3 separate regions of the Mus musculus genome follow, and regions 2 and 3 are each linked to region 1. Evidence: chromatin contacts called from public Micro-C data. All regions are on one chromosome and are shown on one strand. The core of a region is the stretch at or near the end of the contact, and the rest is flanking DNA. Distances in the headings are between cores, read along the strand shown. Region 1 holds the start of Mgat5b (mannoside acetylglucosaminyltransferase 5, isoenzyme B). Region 2 holds the start of St6galnac2 (ST6 (alpha-N-acetyl-neuraminyl-2,3-beta-galactosyl-1,3)-N-acetylgalactosaminide alpha-2,6-sialyltransferase 2). Region 3 holds the start of Sec14l1 (SEC14-like lipid binding 1).

Region 1 (3,534 bases), core at 459-2,958:
CCCCAACCCAGCTGGGTACAGGAGGTTGTCTGGAGGTACCGGGGATCAACCCAGAACCTGGGAGAAAAGCCAGCACCTGCCTTAAGGTTTATGATCGGACTCCACCTGTGGCCTAGTCCCGAGTCCCACCCCCACAACGGTGCCCATCTCTCCCTCTGTGTCTTCTGAAGCCCAGCTGCCAAACAAGGCAGTACTTCAGGCCTCCCAGACACCCTCTCCCCTAGTCTGGCCTCGGGGCCTAGCTCTGCTGGAGTCTGGGGGAAGGAAGTGGGGTCCCTTCTTGGACCAACAGGTCTTAGCGAGTCTCTCACAAACTGCACCCCTGCCTGGCCAGGACTGTCCACGGGAAGGGAGGGAGGGAGGGAGGGAGGGAGGGAGGGAGGGAGGGAGGTGTTCCATGCACCTGCTATGCCTATCTAGTCTGTTGGAGATCCGCGATTGGGAGTGAATCCCTAGCAGAAGGGGGTCCTTGCCCCAATCTTGGGGACGTTCCTGTCAGACCCAGGTTTGTCCCCCACCAGGAAGATGAGTGAGATGCAGGGGGAGGGAGGGGGAGAGGAAGGGGGATGAACTAGGCAGAGGATGGGCGGGCCGACCTAGGAGACAGGCGGGACACCAGGGGTGCTTCCTAGGCACCCCACAGTAACTTCGCAGCTCAGATAGGACCGACAAGAGATGAAAAAGACCGCAAGGGGCAGGAAAGGGACTTGCTGGCTGGGGCCACTTTGGAGCCCAGGACCTTGATCTTGGTGTTTTCTGACTCCATGCTCACCTCTCTATACCTGATATCGTTCCAATCTTGGTCAACTCAAGAAAGATCCAGACCCGCACCCCCCCACACACACACATACCCCAACCCTATCTAATTCCGTCTTCCCATCCCCATGGCCCTCATCGAGAATAGACTCGCGAACCTCCTTTGCCACCCGAACTCGCACCCCCTGAGGGGACCGACCTCGCCCAGCTCCACCATGAGTCCCCTTGGGGAGGTCTTGACCTCCCTGCGCCAACCAGTAGAGAACTTTACCGAAAGGGTCTCAGGGTGACCAGGCATCTTCTGACCATTATCTTCCCATCTGGGTTGACTGTGATCATTGTTCAAACTTGTCTGGGCGAGAAGCCGGGGGCGAGGCCGGACGCACCGTCCTGGGCCCGGCTCTGACCGCCTCGGGAACCACGAAGCCGCTGCGGGCCGAAGCCGGGGGGTCGCAGCACCGAGGGAGCGCGGGGCACGGTGGCTCTGCAGCCCCGCGCGGGGCACGGCGCGGCCTGGGCGCGCAGGGCAGGGGTTCGGCGAGAGCTTGGGGCCGGGCGCTCTCTGCGTCTCCGCCCTCCCCGATTCACATTTTGGGGAAGGCGAGGCGGCGCGCCCCCAGATCGCCGGCCGCGCGTCTGCCTGCTAGGCTCGCTGGCTGGGCGGGACGGCGCCGCGGCGCGCAAACGGGCTTCCCGCGGCGGGCGCCCTCATTCCCGGGGCCCGCGCCCTCAGAGCCGGCTAGAGGCGGCCCCAGGCCCGCACCCCGGCCCCCCGCACCTTCCGGCCGCGCCGCTCTGCAGCCGCGCGCAGCGCCGCGCCCATGGCTTTGGGAAGGAACGGCTGCGCGCTCGCCTGCCTTCGTCCTCGCCCGCCCGCTCGCCCGCTCGGTCGCTCGGCCACCCGCGCTCCGGGCTCCGGGCTCCCGCGCGGCGCTACAACCCGAGGCGCCGCATTGTTCCCTCTGAGGAGGCGGCCCGGGAGCGGCCTCGCGTTTCCTCGGCGCCTGAGCGCCATCTGGTGGCCGCAGTCTCGCTGCGCTCCCTCCCCGGGCTGTGCGAGGAGGAGGGGGACGCGAGCGCGGGAGCCATGGCTCTGCGCCCCTCCCTGGACCATGCAACTTCCTAGGGCATCCAGCAGACCGGAGAGCCGAGGCTGCTCCGGTAACTGCATCGCGCAGGGGAGATGGGGCGCGGAGAGGGGACCCTTGTCTCTCCTGCAGAGCACGAGCCACCACTACCACCCCCAAGAGCTTCCGTACCTATGGCTTCTCACCCGCTGATTCTCTCGGCAACACCCACCCACCCTGAGAAACTCCCCGAGTCCTCCCACTTCTCACTTGCCTATAATAAACTGGGGCTGTGGCATTCATGCCAGGAGCCGTCAGCTGTATGCCTGAGGTCTAGCCTTGGACCCTCTCAATCACTGAGTTAACGGGCTTTCTAGTATACAACTAATGACCAAAAAGCTCACCAAGGCTCTTTAAAGTCAATTCCCAAACCCACAGGCTTAAATTTTAGCATTGTTGAGCCCTGCGCACACCATCCCTGCGTGTGTGTGTGTGTGTGTGTGTGTGTGTGTGTGTACTGTCCTGTCACTTCCTCACTTAGAGTTGATGTGAGTTTGGTCTTGACAGCCAGGAATGAAATTATCACCCAGGCTTGTGGCAGCTGGAGGCACCCAGACAAGATGCATGATTTAGAGGCCCAGCAGAGACCCCATCGCCCTCAGACATTTCCTTAGCCAGCTGGCTGGAGTGCCCGAATTTCCCTCCTCCATCCGTCACTCTTTCACTGAGGCACGGTCAGACTGCCCTTGCTCAATGCAAATGTGCTACCTAGCGAGCGAGCGAACACATCAATTCGCCAACACCAATTTATCGCCTGTTTTCTCGTTGGCGGGAGTAAGGCAACTAGGTAACAGGTGAACGCTGGTGGAGAAGCAGACAAAGCAGTCACCGCTGGTAAGGAAAGGCTCAAGGGAGGCAGAGAAAGCTGCAAAGGGCCTGGGGATGCCAGGGTGCTTGGATGGAACCAGGTTAAGATGGAAGAAAACACGGGTGTCCTAATTAGGTTTCTGTTGCCGAGATAAATATCCTGACCAAAAGCAACTTGGGAAGAGAGGCTATGCTTGGCTAACACTTTCCCCTGGCAGTCAATCATGAAGGGAAGTCAGGGCAGAAACACAAGGCAGGAACCTGAAGGCGGGAGCTGACAGAGAGACTGTGGGGGTGTGTGTGGGTGGGTGTGTGCAAAGGCCGTGGGGGAGTGCTGCTTACAGACTTGCTCTCCAAGGCTCCCGTCTGCTTTCTACACCACCCAGAACCACCTGCCCAGGGCGGCACCAGCACAGTGAGTTGGGACCTCCTACATTATTAATCAAGAACATGCCCACAGGCTTGCCTGTAGACCGCTATGATAGAAGACAGTTTCTAAACTGGTAAGTCCTGCTTGTGTCAACAACAATAACAACGAAAAACTAGCCAGAGCAAAGGGCTTTCTCCTGAGCTGGGGAGGAGACTCACCATCACAGACTGTCTTATACTCGGTACCCAAGGCTTTGGGGCACTTCCTGACCAGAGTCGTGCCTGTCTGGTTTTGGGTAGTGCTGATCCAGCCTGAACGTCTTAAGACCACGAAGGCTCTGCTGGCTCTTCAAAGTCAAGAACTTTGAATGTGGTCCAGAGAGATGAGAGATGCTGAGCATGCTGAGAGATGGCTCAGCATGGGGAGACTGGTGACCTCAGGACCTACAAGGTAGAAGAAAAGAGCCCACTCTCT
Region 2 (3,534 bases), core at 351-2,850, 220 kb after region 1:
AGAACTTTGGTTGGGTGGAAAGCCAAGCCCGCAAGTGGATTTGTGCTGCTGCTGAGACAGCAGCACAAATTATGACCTGGAGAGCATAAGCTCCTGAGAAACCTGAGGTGTCAGGACAGACTGGATGGGAGGAGTGAGGATGCTTTGGTCCAGGAAGTGTTGCTATGGGACACTGTAAAAAAAAAAAAAACATAGACCTACATCATTAACATGGATGGGGGGCAACTCCCACGGAGGAGGAGAGAGCGAGCATCCCCAGGAAGGGAAGAAACTGTACAGGGTTAAGTAACAGCAATTTTGACAAAGGAAGAGCGCAAAGATTGAAAGGAAAAACTGGAAATCAGGGGCCATCAAAATGGCTCAGCAGATAAAGCCCAAGGTCCCGAGTTCAATTCCTGGGACAAACTTGGTAGAAGGAGAGAACGAGATCTTCTACAAATTACGTGTGCCTGCACATCAACAAGTGTATGGACATGGAGAATAAAACAAAACGTGAAAGCACAAATTCTTAGCTGTGGCCATTAGCACCACGACACTTTCAGCTCGGGAACAAAGGGCAGGATTGATTTGATTGGCTACACTCCAGGGACTCCGTCCTGGCCCACACAAGACTGGGTCGCAGACTGAAGAAGCTGCTCTTATCCACAGACCCAGGGTCTGACACTGGGCAGATACCAATTCGTGAACCCCAATTTTCTCAGCTATCAGACCAGATTAAAGCTTGGGGAGCCGAGGTCCACTCTCCCAGACTATACTGAAGAACACACCACCGATGGCTCACAGACAGAAAGGGCTCTGCTTCCAAAGAGCAGGCCAGTTTCCCCAGCCCCGGGCGATGTTGATGCTCCACCTCTCCCAGTCTCTCCGCCTCTCAGGCCAAGTCTGAGCAGCGCATGGAGAGGCCTGGCTTTTCTGCGTGTTGCCAAACAGAGAGGTAACAACCATCACCGCGGGCTCCCTGCGTGACGTCCTCCATCTCAATGGGTAGTCACCAAATAAACAGATGACAACCTAAGCCCCTTAGTGCACCCCACGGCCGGCGGCTCCCTACCTGAACCCTCCACCTTTAACCCCAAATCCAAGCTAAGGGGTTTCCTTCCATTATTTGAATATACTCTTCTGCAAGTACATAAGGTACAAGAGCCTTAACCCATCAAGTCCTCGGTCCTTGTGAGGGAGCCGGCCAGATTGTTTCACAGCTGCCAGCCACCGGCTTCTGGTCCAGAAACCTGGGGTGGACATCCCTAAGCGCACAGTGCTCAATCAGGGCAGCAGACAGCCTTGTCTCCTCGTGCCCTTCCCACCCTTCACTGCACATGCTTGCCCTGGACGGTGAGAACCGTACATCCCTGCCCGACTCTGGAATAGGTACATCCGGGGTGTGGCTCTCGTTGGAGAGCAGCCTCAGGGGTAGCCGCCATCGAAGTCCCCCGGGGACAGCCCTGGAACAGCGCTCGCGGCTCCAGCCATCCGCAGCTGCACGACGGCCTTAGAGACGCTCAGTCTCTGGAGTTGCTGCGACCTAAGGCCTGGCGAGGACACAGGGGGGAGCTGCAGGACCCGGAGGCGCGCGGCAGCCCGCCCTGGGCAGGGCGGGGCAGAGCAGGGCCGCCGCCTCCGCGGGTCCCACTGGGACGGTCCTCTCCGGCCGGGGGCTCGGTGAGCAGGGCGGCAGACGGGGCGCACCCCGGCCAGGCTCACATGGACCTCCCGCGCCGCTGGCTCTTTCGGATGTTGTTGCTCGTTGCCACCAGCTCTGGGATCCTCCTCATGCTGTACTCCTCGGCGGGGCAGCAGTCCCCTGAGACCCAGGTTCCCGCCAGGTAAGCGCTGCGGGGCGCTGCGCCCAGGGCGCGGGGAGGGCGTGCGCTCCCAGCTCTCCGGACGCCCGCGGACACCCTGGAGCGACTCGAAGCGGCGACGCGCCTTTTGCCGCCTTAATCTCAGGCTGCCTCCCGGACCCTGGGGCCTTTGCTCGGTCCGGAGCACGCTGGCGACCCTGGCGTTTTTGGTGAATTCCGTCCAGGCCTAATTGGGAAGCTCCCTGTTGCCACTTTCTTCCTGGATCCACTTTTAGGGTGGGGACTCAAGTCCCCTGTTTTTCAACTTTGTCCTTCTCTTCAGGTGGCCAGTCTCCTACTGCTTGGCTCACTCCTCACTCTGGACTCTGAGCTCAGGCCTACCTGCACCTGGCTCCCTTTTACCTGGATCTATTATTTGTTTGAGTAGTTAGCTTGATAAGCTCCATCTGGGCATGGCCCTGGGGAAATGCAAACTCCGTCTGGAAACACACAGAACTTGTTTTGAGCCTCCACCTGGCTCACTGAAGGAGCCTCGAGAGGGTTTAGCTTTATTTCGGGGAGGTGACCTAAGCCATACCTAGAATCTGGGCTTGGGCGAGGGGGTCCGGAAAAACGCACAGCGCAGCACGCAGCTTCTGCACACTCCTGAGCAAGCCTTGATGGGATGAGAACAAGTGGGTATCTAGTGTCTGGCTGAAGGACACACATCAGTCGCAAAATAACAAACCACTGAGTCTGGTCCCCTTAGCTGGCAGCGCTGAGGCTGGCAACATCCTAGAAAGGGCCTAACATGACTTCACACGGGAGGTCGGTTACAGTTGGATCACACCTCATCAGAGCTTTTCCTTTTTAAACAATATCGCTATTATTTCTTTTATTTTTGAGGTCATAAGTACTTGGTAGCCCCTTTTCTTTTCCTCCCTCTGAAGTCTCCTATATACTCCTCCTTGATGTTTCAAATTGCTGGCCCCCTTTTAAATTTTTAATTGTTGTTACATGCATATGTATATATGTACATATATGTATATACACACATATATAATGCATATATGTATATGTGAATACATAATATATACACATATACATACACACACATATATGTATGTATGTGTGTATATATATGTGTGTGTATATATATATATATATATATATACATATATATTCCTAAATATAGCCTGCTCAGTCTGTATAATGTAGTTTGTACATATGCTTTCAGGGCTGACCACTTGGTATTGGATAGCCAGCTGGCGTGCCCTCTCCTGTGGAAGACTGCCTCTGCCGCTCTCAGTGTTCTGAAGTTGACTGTAGTTCTTTGTGAAAGGGGTAAAAGCCCCAAGGTGTCTCCCTAGTGCATCTGGCAAAACCTTTTTCCTTCTCAGGAGAACTTTCTTCCTTTCAAAATCTGATTTGAGGGCTGGGGATATAGTTCAGTTGGTAGAGTGTTTGCCTTCCATGGATGAAGTCTTGGGGTTTGGTACCCAGTACTAAAACTAAGACAACAACCCCTGACAACATCTGCTAGGAACTGAAAGCCTGTCCTTTTCCTTGTTTTTGCTGGGGTTTGCTACAGTACAGTAAAACCTGGGTGTGAGGGAGGAAGGGGCAGGTTAGGGTTCAACCTGGCTGTAGGAGGAGGGTAGGTAGTCCAGCAAGGTAAGTGGCTTTCTGAGTATGGCCAGAAGATGAGCATCCTTGTGATCAGGGCCAAGTGACAGTCAGGTAGGAGAGAGGC
Region 3 (3,534 bases), core at 508-3,007, 200 kb before region 1:
GGCAGAGTCTCTGGCTTAGGTCAGGAGATCTAGTCTTCAGCAGCCATGAAGTCCCAGGATTCAGTGGTGTTCTCTTGAACAATGTCTACAAGAAGCCAACTAAAAATGTAACATGTTATGGCAACCGTTCTGGGGATGACACAAAAAGCTGGAGCAAGCGACCCTTACTGTCTTCTTAAATAATGGGATACTCCTTAAGTGCTGGCTTCAAAGGGAACTTTGTTGTTTCCTGTTTTCTAATTGCTCGCTCCGATTTCAGAGACTGTCTACAAACAGCAGGGAGGCTGCCCAGCTCCAGCTAAGGGGTTCCAAAACCCTCCAGCCTCCTGAAGCCGAGAACCCGAGAACCGCAAGGCAATCAATTACATGCTCAAGTCTGAGGTCAAGGAACCTTGCTTTGCATACAGAATCACTCGGGTGCTGGCAAGGGCGGCTTTCTGGGCAAACACCCTTGTGTGTTCAGAGTCATCTAGAACCTTTTGCTCACCTACTTAAAGGAGGAGAAAAACAAACAGAAATATAAAAAGGAAAGAAAGTCCAGTGAGCCCAGTAGTCCCACTGGGGCTCAATCAATAAGGATGTTATTTTACCTAGATACAGTCAAAAGACATTCAAAAGTTCAAAACCCAGTATCTCGGTATCCCAAATTACAGGTGTTTAAAAAAGCAAACAAAAAACCCCTACGCTGATAGACTTCAGAGGATTGCTATCTAGAGCTGCACTTCTACAATGTTTACATTGCTTTAAACAGGTCTGGAACTTTCTCTGGTATGTTTGCTTGGCATAGCACTCGGAAGGAGCAGGTTACGTTGGAAAACCACCTTCCAACAGTTGGAAAACTACAATGGCTAATAACTCTGGGTGACCTCAAGCATGCCGTTCGCCTTTCCTGATTCCATCTGTGTGAGACGATCTTACACTCCCAGCTCTCAAACCAGACTCCTCGGTTCTCCAAACTCAAGCCTTCATTAATCTCGATTCAGGCGCTGACGCGTCCTGGAGCGCAGAGACCGCGTTCCATTCACTCTCGTAAACCTTACAACGCCGGTGCGCGGAGGGGAGACTAAGAATCGTTTATATTTTTTTAATTGAGAAAATTAGTTTTCGGGTATCTCTCAAATAAAAGGAGGATGATTACCGGGTGCTGACGGGTAGGAGAGAAGATGCAAGCACTGCGTGATGCCTTTATTAAGAAACTCTTAACCAAGTGACTACACTGAAGGACCAGCTTGCTCGCCAGCTCCCTGAACTTGGGCCAGATCTTGGCTTGGGGAGGTCTGGTCCAGATCCACGCCCTGCGCGGGCATCCGGAGTGACCACCGCCAAATGGCACAGGAGGCCGGGGCTGCCTCTGTTGCATGATAATTGGTATTTGAAAATCAGCCCAGGGTCGGCCCCGGGGGAGCGCCTCCCTGCAGGCCGGGGCTGGACGGAGGGGGCGGCGGCGGCGGAGGGACCCGGCTGGCTCCGCAGTCTCCGAGATGGCGAGCGCCCCGGGCCGTCGCAGCAGAGGGACCCTGCCAGGGACTGACACCCGGGCGCGCTCCTACCCTCCACGACGACGCGAGCTTACCTCTTGTCAGAAGGACCGGGTCGGGGACGCGGCGCGGTGGCGGGATGCGTTCATGCCGGCGGCTCCCCGAAGAGAGAGCCGTGCCACAGGCTCGGCTGCCGCCGCTCGACCGCCGGTTCCGGGGACAGGGGCCGGGGCGGGAGGGCCGAGGGGCGCGGCGAGGGCTCGAGTGGTTGTTACGGGTGACGGGGAGGGAGGGGCCAGCCCGGAAGAGGCGCGCGTGCGCACACCAGGCCGAGGGGGCGGGGGAAGGAGCAGGAGGCGGTTGCTAGGGAGGGGGAGGGGCGGCCGCCGGGCTGGCTAAGGGCCGTACTGCGCCGGCGCGAGTTACAGATCTGCGCGTGCGTAGGAGGGGCTCAGGACTTGGTCTGCCAGGACTCGGAGCGAGCCCCAGAGGCTCCTTCTCTTGGCGTCAGTGGGAAGGGGGAAGGGCCGTGGCGGCGGGCGAGGCTTCGCAGTTAGCAGCCACAGACCCCAGAAAAGATTCAAATGCGCACTCCAGCCGGAGCGGGAACTGGGACCTCTACGGAATGTCAGCTAAGCCGGCCCTCCAGCTTGAATGCTGCGCGCTTGCGCCGTCTGTGCTTCCTCGTGGGCTTCCTCTTTTTTTTCCTGCACTGCTATAGTGTCTGATTGCATTCTGGCCTAGTAATGGTGATGGAGCGAACAGGGTGGGGAGGAGATGGGTGTAACCCAAGCACCCTTGTCAACACGTCCAGATGGTTGGGGAATGTCTGGCTGTGGGATGGCTCTAAGGGGAGGGACCTCAAGTGGGGTGCTAGGTGTGCCTTGCGTTTCAGCGTCTCCAACTTTAAAATTTAAGAGCCACACACGGAGACATTTAGGGGTCCTGAAGACGGGCGGGTGACAATAAGCGGACACCTGGCGCATCCACCCACACAGAAAAGCTAGTTTTAGAAGCAACACACAATTTCTCCATCAGTGTCACTGTTGTTCCGTTCACATTAGTCACCCCGGATGGCTGTACTTGCACACAAGAGTTTGGGAATTTCCTTCAGGACCTGTTTACCCACCACACAAACATATCATTCATTGCTCGATCACACTTTATTTCCAACTCAAACCGTCATTTTCCAGCACTGCTACCCGCGCTACTCAGGCTGCTGATGACTTATGTCCACGTGTAGGGATCACATTCACCTTTAAAAGATGCTGTGGGAGCTGGGCAGTGGTGCCTTTAATCCCAGCACTTGGGAGGCTGAGGCAGGCAGATTTCTGAGTTCGAGGCCAGGCTGGTCTACAGAGTGAGTTCCAGGACAGCCAGGGGCTACGCGGAGAAACCCTGTATCAGAAAGAAAGGGAGAGAGAGAGAGAGAGAGAGAGAGAGAGAGAGAGAGAGAGAGAGAAAGGAAGAAAGAAAGAAAGAAAGAAAGAAAGAAAGAAAGAAAGACAAACATGAGCTCCTGGTAGGAGTGAATGGCAGCACCCATTGAGATGATCTTATCCAGAACACACCATTCTGACAAACCTATAGATGAACCACAAATGTACAGGAAATAGAGACTGGAAGATGGGGCCAATTCACAGCCTGGAAAGCACAGACCTCGGGGGTACAAAACAGATATAGTCTTTATCAAATGATTTCTAAAGAAAGATGAGGGGAAGTCTAACTGATACCTTAAGAGGAGTTGGGAAATTCACTTAGACAACTGTGCTCTCAACTGCAGTGGCTGCTCTCCCAGGGGACCAGGATTCGATTCCCGGTACCTACTTGGCAGCTCACAACTGGCTGTAACTCCAGTCCCAGGAGATCTGACGCCCTCTTCTGGCCTCCTCTGGCACTGCATGCCAGTGGTGCACAAGCATACAGGCAGGCAAAAACATCCACAAACATAGAAAGAAGGAAAAGAATTGAAGAGAACATGCCTTCGGGGCACATGCTGAAATTTATTTTTATGTGAAGTAATATAATACCTAAGAGTAGCTACAAAATAATCCTG

The links. A called contact is a pair of places that touch in the nucleus more often than the background predicts.
Region 2: a contact with region 1 is called in a Micro-C map of embryonic stem cells, with 1.9 times the contacts expected there. The contact joins the promoter of St6galnac2 here to the promoter of Mgat5b in region 1. A contact is called at or near these places in 1 of 484 Hi-C or Micro-C datasets (embryonic stem cells) and 1 of 115 datasets of contacts at active chromatin or transcription factors (pancreatic cancer cells).
Region 3: a Micro-C map of embryonic stem cells shows a contact between it and region 1, with 5 times the contacts expected there. The contact joins the promoter of Sec14l1 here to the promoter of Mgat5b in region 1. A contact is called at or near these places in 2 of 39 promoter capture datasets (embryonic stem cells and hippocampal neurons), 1 of 484 Hi-C or Micro-C datasets (embryonic stem cells) and 1 of 115 datasets of contacts at active chromatin or transcription factors (embryonic stem cells).

The regions. Positions count from the first base shown.
Region 1 is chr11:116,917,037-116,920,570 of GRCm38.p6, reverse strand. It overlaps Mgat5b (mannoside acetylglucosaminyltransferase 5, isoenzyme B), which reads right to left and starts at 1,708. Exons shown (of 18, transcript NM_172948.3): 1 at 1,028-1,708. The coding sequence starts at 1,095.
Region 2 is chr11:116,692,726-116,696,259 of GRCm38.p6, reverse strand. St6galnac2 (ST6 (alpha-N-acetyl-neuraminyl-2,3-beta-galactosyl-1,3)-N-acetylgalactosaminide alpha-2,6-sialyltransferase 2) reads left to right here and starts at 1,600. Exons shown (of 9, transcript NM_009180.3): 1 at 1,600-1,823. The coding sequence starts at 1,702.
Region 3 is chr11:117,113,391-117,116,924 of GRCm38.p6, reverse strand. It overlaps Sec14l1 (SEC14-like lipid binding 1), which reads right to left and starts at 1,757. Exons shown (of 16, transcript NM_001166506.2): 1 at 1,574-1,757.